Linked DNA regions of Mus musculus: region 2 is linked to region 1. Evidence: chromatin contacts called from public HiChIP or PLAC-seq data. All regions are on one chromosome and are shown on one strand. The core of a region is the stretch at or near the end of the contact, and the rest is flanking DNA. Distances in the headings are between cores, read along the strand shown. Region 1 overlaps Gm11958 (predicted gene 11958). Region 2 holds the start of Cabp7 (calcium binding protein 7).

Evidence for each region. HiChIP or PLAC-seq counts read pairs in DNA pulled down with a chosen protein or histone mark.
Region 2: a contact with region 1 is called in an H3K27ac HiChIP or PLAC-seq map of embryonic stem cells, with 4 times the contacts expected there. The contact joins the promoter of Cabp7 here to the enhancer-like site in region 1. A contact is called at or near these places in 8 of 39 promoter capture datasets (the 3T3-L1 cell line, the C10 cell line, embryonic stem cells and 4 more), 1 of 484 Hi-C or Micro-C datasets (bone marrow-derived macrophages) and 5 of 115 datasets of contacts at active chromatin or transcription factors (embryonic stem cells and pancreatic cancer cells).

The regions. Positions count from the first base shown.
Region 1 is chr11:4,300,683-4,304,603 of GRCm38.p6, forward strand. It overlaps Gm11958 (predicted gene 11958), which reads left to right. Exons shown (of 4, transcript NR_166831.1): 3 at 2,389-2,506; 4 at 2,789-3,466. Among named protein-coding and RNA genes, the nearest start is that of Gm11958, 17 kb to the left of the region's middle. Within about 2 kb of position 1,804, at least 121 of the 459 cell types and tissues checked have an H3K27ac peak or open chromatin away from gene starts, as enhancers often do. A contact at or near this core is called in embryonic stem cells and pancreatic cancer cells, where this site is marked.
Region 2 is chr11:4,744,906-4,749,249 of GRCm38.p6, forward strand. Cabp7 (calcium binding protein 7) reads right to left here and starts at 2,274. Exons shown (of 5, transcript NM_138948.4): 1 at 1,714-2,274. The coding sequence starts at 1,822. Gm35102 (a long non-coding RNA gene) reads left to right here and starts at 921. Exons shown (of 4, transcript XR_003949631.1): 1 at 921-1,673; 2 at 2,413-2,580; 3 at 2,867-2,919; 4 at 3,024-4,344.

The DNA of each region.
Region 1 (3,921 bases), core at 554-3,053:
CAGATGAGGGCTGGTTTAGCTTTGCTGAACTTCCCATCTTCCAGATGGAGAAACTGAGACCCAGAGGCAGTTGGTGGGAAGAGAACTCAGCTGCTGTTTCCACATCTCAGCCACCTTCCGGGTCAGCTCCAGAAGGAAGAAGTCCCAGTGTCTGCTCTGGCCGCCTGGGGCAGCTCTCAGGGCTCCTGCCAAGAGCTGGTTTGGCAGCTGTTCTTCTCCTCTGTGCCCATCAGCATTGGTCCAGATGTTCCAGGCAGCAGCCTGGGAGCTCTGTCAGGTTTTGCTTGGGCTCTCCTTCCTCATAGCCTATCAATTCCCCGCCCCCCCTCAGGTCTCTAGAAATGTCTCTGTTAGCTGGGGAGAGGGCTGGGGTGGCTGGATAGCTTGTAACATGTCCCCTGGAATGGCTACAACACAAATTGGTTTGCCTTAGTGTTTTCTACTTAGATATCATTAGCTTCCAATCCCAACATGGCCAGTGCCCTGTAAACTGGGAGCCTGGAAATTCTGGTGACCTAAGGCAGCAAAACAGAACAAGTTCCCTCCCCGCGTGTGGAGCTTCACCGACTGACCCAGACTCTGGGAGGCAGGTGCCCTCGCCTCTTTTTCTGACCGAGAATCTGAGACTCAGCTGTTGTCTGTGTTTTCTCCACAATGGGTGGCTAGAGACCTGTTCTGTACCAGTGTCGGCTGACCTGTACAGTCTATGTGAGACAGACTGTCAGCTTTTTTTTTTTTAAGATTTATTTTATGTATGTGAGTACACTGTTGCTGTCTTCAGACTTCAGACACACCAGAAGAGGGTGCTGGATTCTATTGCAGATGGTTGTGAGCCACCATGTAGTTGCTGGGAATTGAACCCAGGTCCTCTGGAAGAGGAGTCAGTGCTCTTAACCACTGAGCCATCTCTCCAGCCTGACTGTCAGCTTTAAACAGAAGTTAGTCCTGTGCAAAGTCCTGGGCTCTGTGTGGTCATCAAAGGGTAGGTCATGTTGTTGTTTCACAGAGCCTCATAAGGCTCCTGGAGAGAAGAGCTACCAGGGATGTGTGAAAACCAGGGTACAGCTTGGTACGGTGCACATGGGACATACCAAGGGACTGTTTCATCTCTTGACAAATCCAACACAAACCCAGAAAGGCATCTGTGTTAGGAAGGATGGGTGTGCATGTGCGAGAGTGTGTTTTCATAAGTGTAAAGGTTCATGTGTGTTAAAGTGTGTGTGTGTGTGTATGTGTGTGTGTACACGTGTGCCTAAGAGTATGAGGGTAAATATTTGACAGGATCTTGTATAGCCTAGGCTACCCTTGGCTTTGGGATGACCTTGAACTTCCTATCCTCTGCCTCTGTCCTCTACCCCGTGGACTAGAGGCAAGTGCTACCGTGCCCAGATGTCTAGTTTGTGTTACACTGGAACTCCAATCTAGGGTTTTGTGTATGCCAGTGCATTCCCGTGGGAGGTGGGCCTCCAGCCCCAATTTTGGTTTTGTTTTGGTTTTTTTGCTTGTTTGTTTGTTTTGTCTTGTTTTACTGTGTAGCCCTGTCTGTCCGGAAACTATGTAGATCAGGCTAGCCTCGAAACTCTCAGAGATCCACCTGTCTCTGCCTCCCCAGTTCAGGGATTAAAGGTGTGCATCACCACGCCCTGCCCCCATAAATCTTTTAAAACACACTTATCTTTACAATCAATCAAGAGGCAGCAGGCAAGCATGCAGATGCAGATCCAGTCCTTAGTGGTAGCCACTCCCTCTTAGGCCCACAGCCTCATCAGGCCCAGCTTCCTGGGCCTGGTTGCTCTGGGCCCACAGCTGGCTCTGTACCTCAGGGAGTGGCCCTGTTCTATCCAGGGCAGATTAACTTCCCTGGGACCGGCTTTGTTTTGGCTCAAGAAGTAACAGCAGAGGCTGAGAGCTGAAAGCAGAGGCCTCTCCCTCCCACCCTGGGGCCTGGCTCTGTTGAAAACCTTTGATTTAGGCTTCTCAATTTGCTTTCCCTGGCTGGGTGTCCTGGGCAGAGGGGAAACACCTAGGACTTCAGCTATTTTGTCTGCTGCAATTTAGGAGAGGGATTTGATATCTAAGTGGAGGAGGTTCCAGCCGCAGCAACAGCAGCAGCGGCGGCGGGTCTAAGCTGTTTGTTTGTGGAGTACAGGGTGGGTGGGGTAAGGCTAGAACACTGTAATTGGAAGCAGGAGGCTAGAAGCTGACACTTCTGCAGATAAAAATTCTCTGCTGAGGGTCCGGCTTGTGTGATAGTGTGAGGGAGCCCGCTCTTGTGCGTGTGATCTGCCAAGGCAAGGCTGTGTTCGCTTAAATCTGGGTTTAAAACATTCTCCCTCTCTTCACCCTGGATTCTTTTTTCATTGACACATTTCTTCATTGACTCCTTAGGGATCATGAAGATCTTGCGTGTCAACTCTGAAGCCCTGCAGCACGTGCCTAGCCAGCTGCAAGACCTTTTCGGAGGAGCCACCAGCAGGCTTCCTGAAGGCCAGGCTGCAGCTCTCAGGTGTCTGCCATTGTCTCAGTCCCTGCCCCGGGTCTGCCACTTGGCACACAATAGGCCTTGTACATATTTGTCAGATGAGTGAAGAGTGAGGTCACTCACTACTGCTCCGGGTACACGGCCGAGCTAGACAGCCACAGTTCAGAGATCCTTTGAGTCTTTGAGCCAAAAGTATTTTGAGCCAATCCCAACTTCCCCCTGAATGCCATCCCCGGAACGATACTGAAGAGGTATACCAGGAAAGCCCTGTGATTATGTGAAGGTGGACATTATGTGTCTCCACAGGCCTGCAGCCAAGCTGAAAACAGTTCTCATGACTATGTCTCATCCCGGAAAGAAGATCCTTCATGGCATGGTCGCTTTCATCTCATCATGAGCTGAGTGTCCAATACTTACTGAGATGTGGTCCCCACGTTAAAGAACTTTAGAAATTGTAAGGCCGCGTGCACCCCTGCCCATACCTTGATGTTCCAACCCCCTTGGGTACCAAGAAGGACAGGAAGATAGAGAAAATGATGGTGACGTGGGAGGAGGAAGGAGCCCCTCACCCAGGCTTAAGCTCCTCACCAACTAAGGATCAAGAACTCCAGCACCATTAGCAACATTTGCTTAAGGTCATTCCCCCTTCCCAGCTAGAAGCCTACAATTTTCTAGGACTCTAACCAGAAGCCTCATTTACAGTAAAAGACACATTCTAAATCCCTTGTGCAACTCCAGTGGCTTCTGGTTTTTACCTTATCAGATTATAATCCCACCCTATAATCCATTTACCAAAAAGAAAAAAGAAAAAAGAAAAAAAAAGGCTTCTTAGCAACCTTTGAGATGTACTGAGAACCGCCGAAAGCGTCTGCACAGCAAATGCTGGCGCTTGACTTGACCCTTTCTTAAGCCCACACCACACTCTTTAGTGTGCCTTATTCTTTCCTTAAATAAAACCTTCCTCTTTGTTTTTAATAAACCCAACCACGCCTCCTGAGAGAATGAAAGGACTCCTTAGGCATGGAAGCGTCGGTGTGCCTCTGTCCCAGCAATCGTTGACAGTACCTGAGATTATGACCTTGTTTGCTAGTTTTTGGAGAGTCAAGCCAAGATGAGGCCATAAAAGGCCAAGCCTGGCAGTCTTCTGAGGGAGAGATTTGGAGATTGACACATGGGAAGAAAGCCACGTGAAGAGAGAGGCAGGAATTGGATCATCACAGCCATGAGAGATGGCATGATTGCCAAGCCCCTGGGAGCCCAGAGGGAGGCATGGGATAGCCCTGTGCGCAGAGCTTTCAGGAGGAATTAATCACTGACATGTTGACTTCTGGCCTCCAGAACACAGAGAGAATATACATTGGTTGGATTTGCATTTCTGGTTTTTTGAGAAGGCTCATGTATGTTCCCCCCACTGGGCTTGAACCGACAATCCTGCTTTA
Region 2 (4,344 bases), core at 1,024-3,523, 440 kb after region 1:
GATGGTGACTAACAGCACTGGGCTTCTGCCAGCATGACCACGGGATGGCTCGGAGGGAGCGTGGGCCTCCTTGCCCTTGCATTGCCCACCCTGGCGCTTCTCACCCCTGCACGACTGTCTCTCTCAGCTTCTCGATAGCCTGACTGGGGATCCAGTGAGACCTGGAGTCATGGGGCCAGGTTATGTGGGGGGTGCTGGGAGCAGGGGAAAGGAGGCTGGATCTCTCTGGGGAGACATGCCGCCTCTGTCCCAAGAGTGGAGAGAAAGGGGTGGATGGACGCTTCTGCGTGGCTCAGAATTAAAGGCAGTAAAGGAAAGGGAAACTGGCCTGCGCCCTGCACCCCTCCCGGGCCCCATCTCTTCCCCTCAACCTGGAGGAGGCTCTGCTTTGGTCCAGACAGGACAGGACCTGGGGTTTCCGGGGTATAGACTAAGCACACATCCTTCCATCTGTGCCTCCACTGTTGGGGCTGAGAGCCCCTCTGCGACTTTTCCTGCTTCTGAGTTCATGGGGGGTGTGGGAAGTGGGTGTCTGGTGGACTGTGGTGCAGTGAGCATGGCAGTTGCACCCTTTCTCTCTCTCTCCACTGTCTACTCGCCCAAAATTTGCCCCAGACCAGGCCTGGGCTGAGGACAGACTTCCCGAATGGCTTCCCCTGGGCTCCCACTAGTATCCTTTCCTATGTTGGTCACTCCAACTCACTCCTATGAGCCCAAGTGGGACCCCAAAGCTGAGACCCCTTGACTACAGAGACCGGAGACAGGCCCATCATCTGGGTAATCTCAACCCCTCCCCCAGCAGCCGACAAACACCCTAAGGGACCAAGACTCCCATCAGCTCAGAGTCTCCGACTCCACTCCATATGGGGCCTCAAGAGGCCTGGGGGGAGGGGAATCTTGAGCACACCCCCGCCCCCAATCTCAGCAGAGAAAAAGCTAGGAAGGCCCCAGGGGTCTCACTGCGCCCCAGGACACTCAATCCAGGAACCCCAGCCTCGGCCTGCTGCTCTGATCTTCAATAGCCAACTGCCTGCGTGCGGTCCCTATTCCCGAAAGGCACGGGGACTAGGGTCGGGGGGAGGTTTAGGTTCCGGCCTCTGCCTTTCCTTCCAGGCTTTTGCTATCGCGACCGAGCCTCCCAATCCGGCCACTTGTTGTCGCCAACGCCTCCCAGCTGCCTCGGCAGCGCACGGGTGGGGGGTCCCTCGCAGGGCCGCAGAAGGGGATGGGGGTAGCCCTGCACCCAGCAAGAGCGGGGCAGTCGCCCTCTCTCCCCTTCTCCCACTGCCGGAGCAGATTGGATTCTCAACGCGACACGAGCGGAATGTCAATAGGAGCGCAGAGCCACGGGCGGGCGCCGCGGAAGGGATCAGGATGCGGACGCTCCGGTGGCGGGCGCGGGGGGCAACAGCTCGGACTCTCCACTTCAGCCCCCGCCGCCTTGCCGCACCGTCACCGCCGGCCACGCGGCCCAGTGACCCCGCTGCGGGGCCCCGCAAGTTTCCGCAGCGCTGGGGGCCACGCGGGCAGGGGCCGGGCTGCTCCTGCGCCGCGGCGACCCCCACCGCGGCGCCCGGGGCCACCCGGCCGTCCCGCCTCCCGCGTAGCCGCTCATCCGAGTCGCGCAGCAGGGTCCCGGGCTCCCCGGGCCAGCGCGGCACCAGGGCGCACAGGTAGGAGGGCTCGTGGCAGGGGTCCCGGCAGGGCACTCACCCTCTAGCTCGTCCTCAGGGATATCCACCGGGCGCTGCTCCGACAGCAGGTTGGGCACGGTGTAGATGCCCCGGTACATCAACGCCGCCGTCACCGGGTGGAACGGCATCTTGGAGGCTCCGCGCCCGCCCGCCCGCCGCAAACTTTGAGGCCGGGGCTCATGGGCCGCCGGCGGCCCCGGGGGCGGCTGGAGCGGGCGGTGCGCGCGGTGCGGCGCGCAGTGGCGGCGGCGAGGCAATGGGCACCCGTCCGGGACCTAGCGCCCCTGCGCCCCGGGCTGTCGGGCCATGCCGCCGGCTCCTTCGTTGGGATCCCGGCCGGGGGCTCGCAGGGATGGCGGGGGCGGCGCCGCTCCGGCCTCTTGGCTCGGACCGCTGCGCGCTGCGCTCCCTCCGCGCGCTCCGCGTTGCTCGCCGCCCGCTCGTCCGCTCGCTGGTGCGGCTGCCCGACCCGCCGCTCCGGCTCCCGCCGCTGCCGCCACCGCCGCCGCCGCCACCGCCGCCGCCGCCACCGCCGCCGCCGCCGCCGCCTGCACTCCTCACTCGCTCGCTCGCTTGCTCTGTGCGGCGCTCGCCGCGCTCCCGCCTCCCCCGCCCGCCCCTCCCGCCCCCGCCCCTTCCCGCTGCCGGCCCCTGAGCGGCCACCCCAAGCCCTCCCGGGCGCCTTCTCTGGTTCTCCCCGACTCTGCTTTTCCCCCAGTCTGCTTCGGATTGCTGTCTCCCGCACCCCACGTTAGCAGCCAGCAGGACCCGGGTGGTGTGGACCAGGGGTGGAGCCGTTCCTTGTACCCCCTATCCCACCTGCCTCCACTAACCCTCCCCCAGCGAGAGCGGAGAGCTGAGAACTAACGACTAGAGACCCAGAAAGGTGAGGTTGCTCCAGGCGCGAGGGTCCTCAGGACCAGTAATCCTCAAGTTGGTGCCAGGAGAGGCTCCAAGGTGGGGAAACTGAGGCTTAGAAAAGGACATTGGCCAAGGTCACCAGGCAGGGCCAGCAGGCAGAGGCCAAGCACAGATCTGCAGGAGACTCCGCTGGCCTGTGGCTGACACCAGCAGTTGACTTGATCCCACAAAGGGCTGTTGTCCTGGCTCCTTCCTGAGCCCTTGCCTCTCAGTTTGCAGAGCAGGAGCCAAGGTCTGTCTCATGTCCCCAGGGGCCATGAGGAGGAGGCAGACGACCCAGAGCCTGTTGGTCACATGGCTGCAGGTTAGACCTTCCTCCGGTCCTTAGCATGTGTTCTATGGGGGTGGGGGTAGGTGTCTGGAGGGGGGGGCAGCATGTGCATGCGTTTCTCTTCATCTTTCGTTCAGGACACTGTGAAGATACGTTTTCAAACCCACTTGCAGATGAGAGTGTTTGAACTGTGCACGGCCACCTACATGTGAGCTGTGAGCTGGCAGCGAAGGGCAGAAGCCCGGAAGCAGGTGTGGGCAGGTGCGAAGGCCCTTGGGCTGGGAGTGCTATGCGTATCCGAGCACAGATGTGTGTGTCTCCGTGTACAATTATGGGATCTGGTGAGCCCCTGGCCTGGGTGGGCCTCAGCTGGCCTCAGTCTCATTCCTGGAACCCTCATCTGAACTATCTCCCTGCCCCCTTGGGTCCAATCAGCCAAAGGCCCCAGCAGGAAAGCTGATTGCCACAGCCTGGCCATGCCCTTCCCTGGCTGATTACATTTTTCTGCTTGTTTCTGCTTTTGTCGCTGATTAATCATAGCCCTGTCTTGGCGCCGGGAGAGAGGGGCTCAGTGAGAGACAACACCCCCAGCCACCCTGGGCCAAGGCAGGCCTGAACCTTTAGGACTTGTCTAGGGCTCTGGGTTTCTCATAGGCATGTGAAACCTGTAGAGAAGCCAGACAAACCCTGGCTCCCATCTGAATGTCTGTTCCAGGCTTCTGGCCAGTTGCTATCTATTCAGACCTATAGTTGGAGTCGTAAGAGCCCCTGAGAAGCACCCATCCCCAAAGCTCTTCTTGCGCACTTGAGCATCCATCAGGTCAGCTGGGTGCTTATGCTCCTTTAAGATTTCTGATAGAACAGAGCTGTGACGCAGGAAGAACTAGCCGCCAACCCAGCGAGCCCTGGGCTCTTGCATCTACCACCTTGTTTCAATGGGACCTTAGCCATACCCCTTAACCTCTCAGGGCCTCTATGTTATTTCCTGGGCAGAGGTGAGGATGAAGCGACTTAACATGGAAGGTGCCTGATGATGCGCCCTGAATCTCTTGGGAGTTTCCCATTAGTATGGGAATTCTTCCATGGGAATAAGAACAGTCACTGGGGGGTGTTGTAGGGGTGATCTGCAAGCACCTTACTTGCTAAGCCTTTCCAGACAGTTTGCTATTGGGCTAAGGGAGAGAGCTGGAGTCTGCTATCAGACTGGCAGGAAACACTCTCTCTTGGAGCGTTCTTGGGAGGCTTCCCTGAAGCCTAGCTGCCCAGCCAGGGAAATCTCAAAAGAAGGGGCAAAAAGAAATCAAGAACTAATCAAGTGGGAATCCTTCACAGACCAGGCCCTGGGAGTCTGCTGAAGGTACAGGTGTCCCTGGATTCAGGGGCTGCCCCCACCCCGGACATTAACCTTGGTCCGAATCCAAAGGGTCAAGGTGTCCAGTCATGTGACCAGGGTACTCC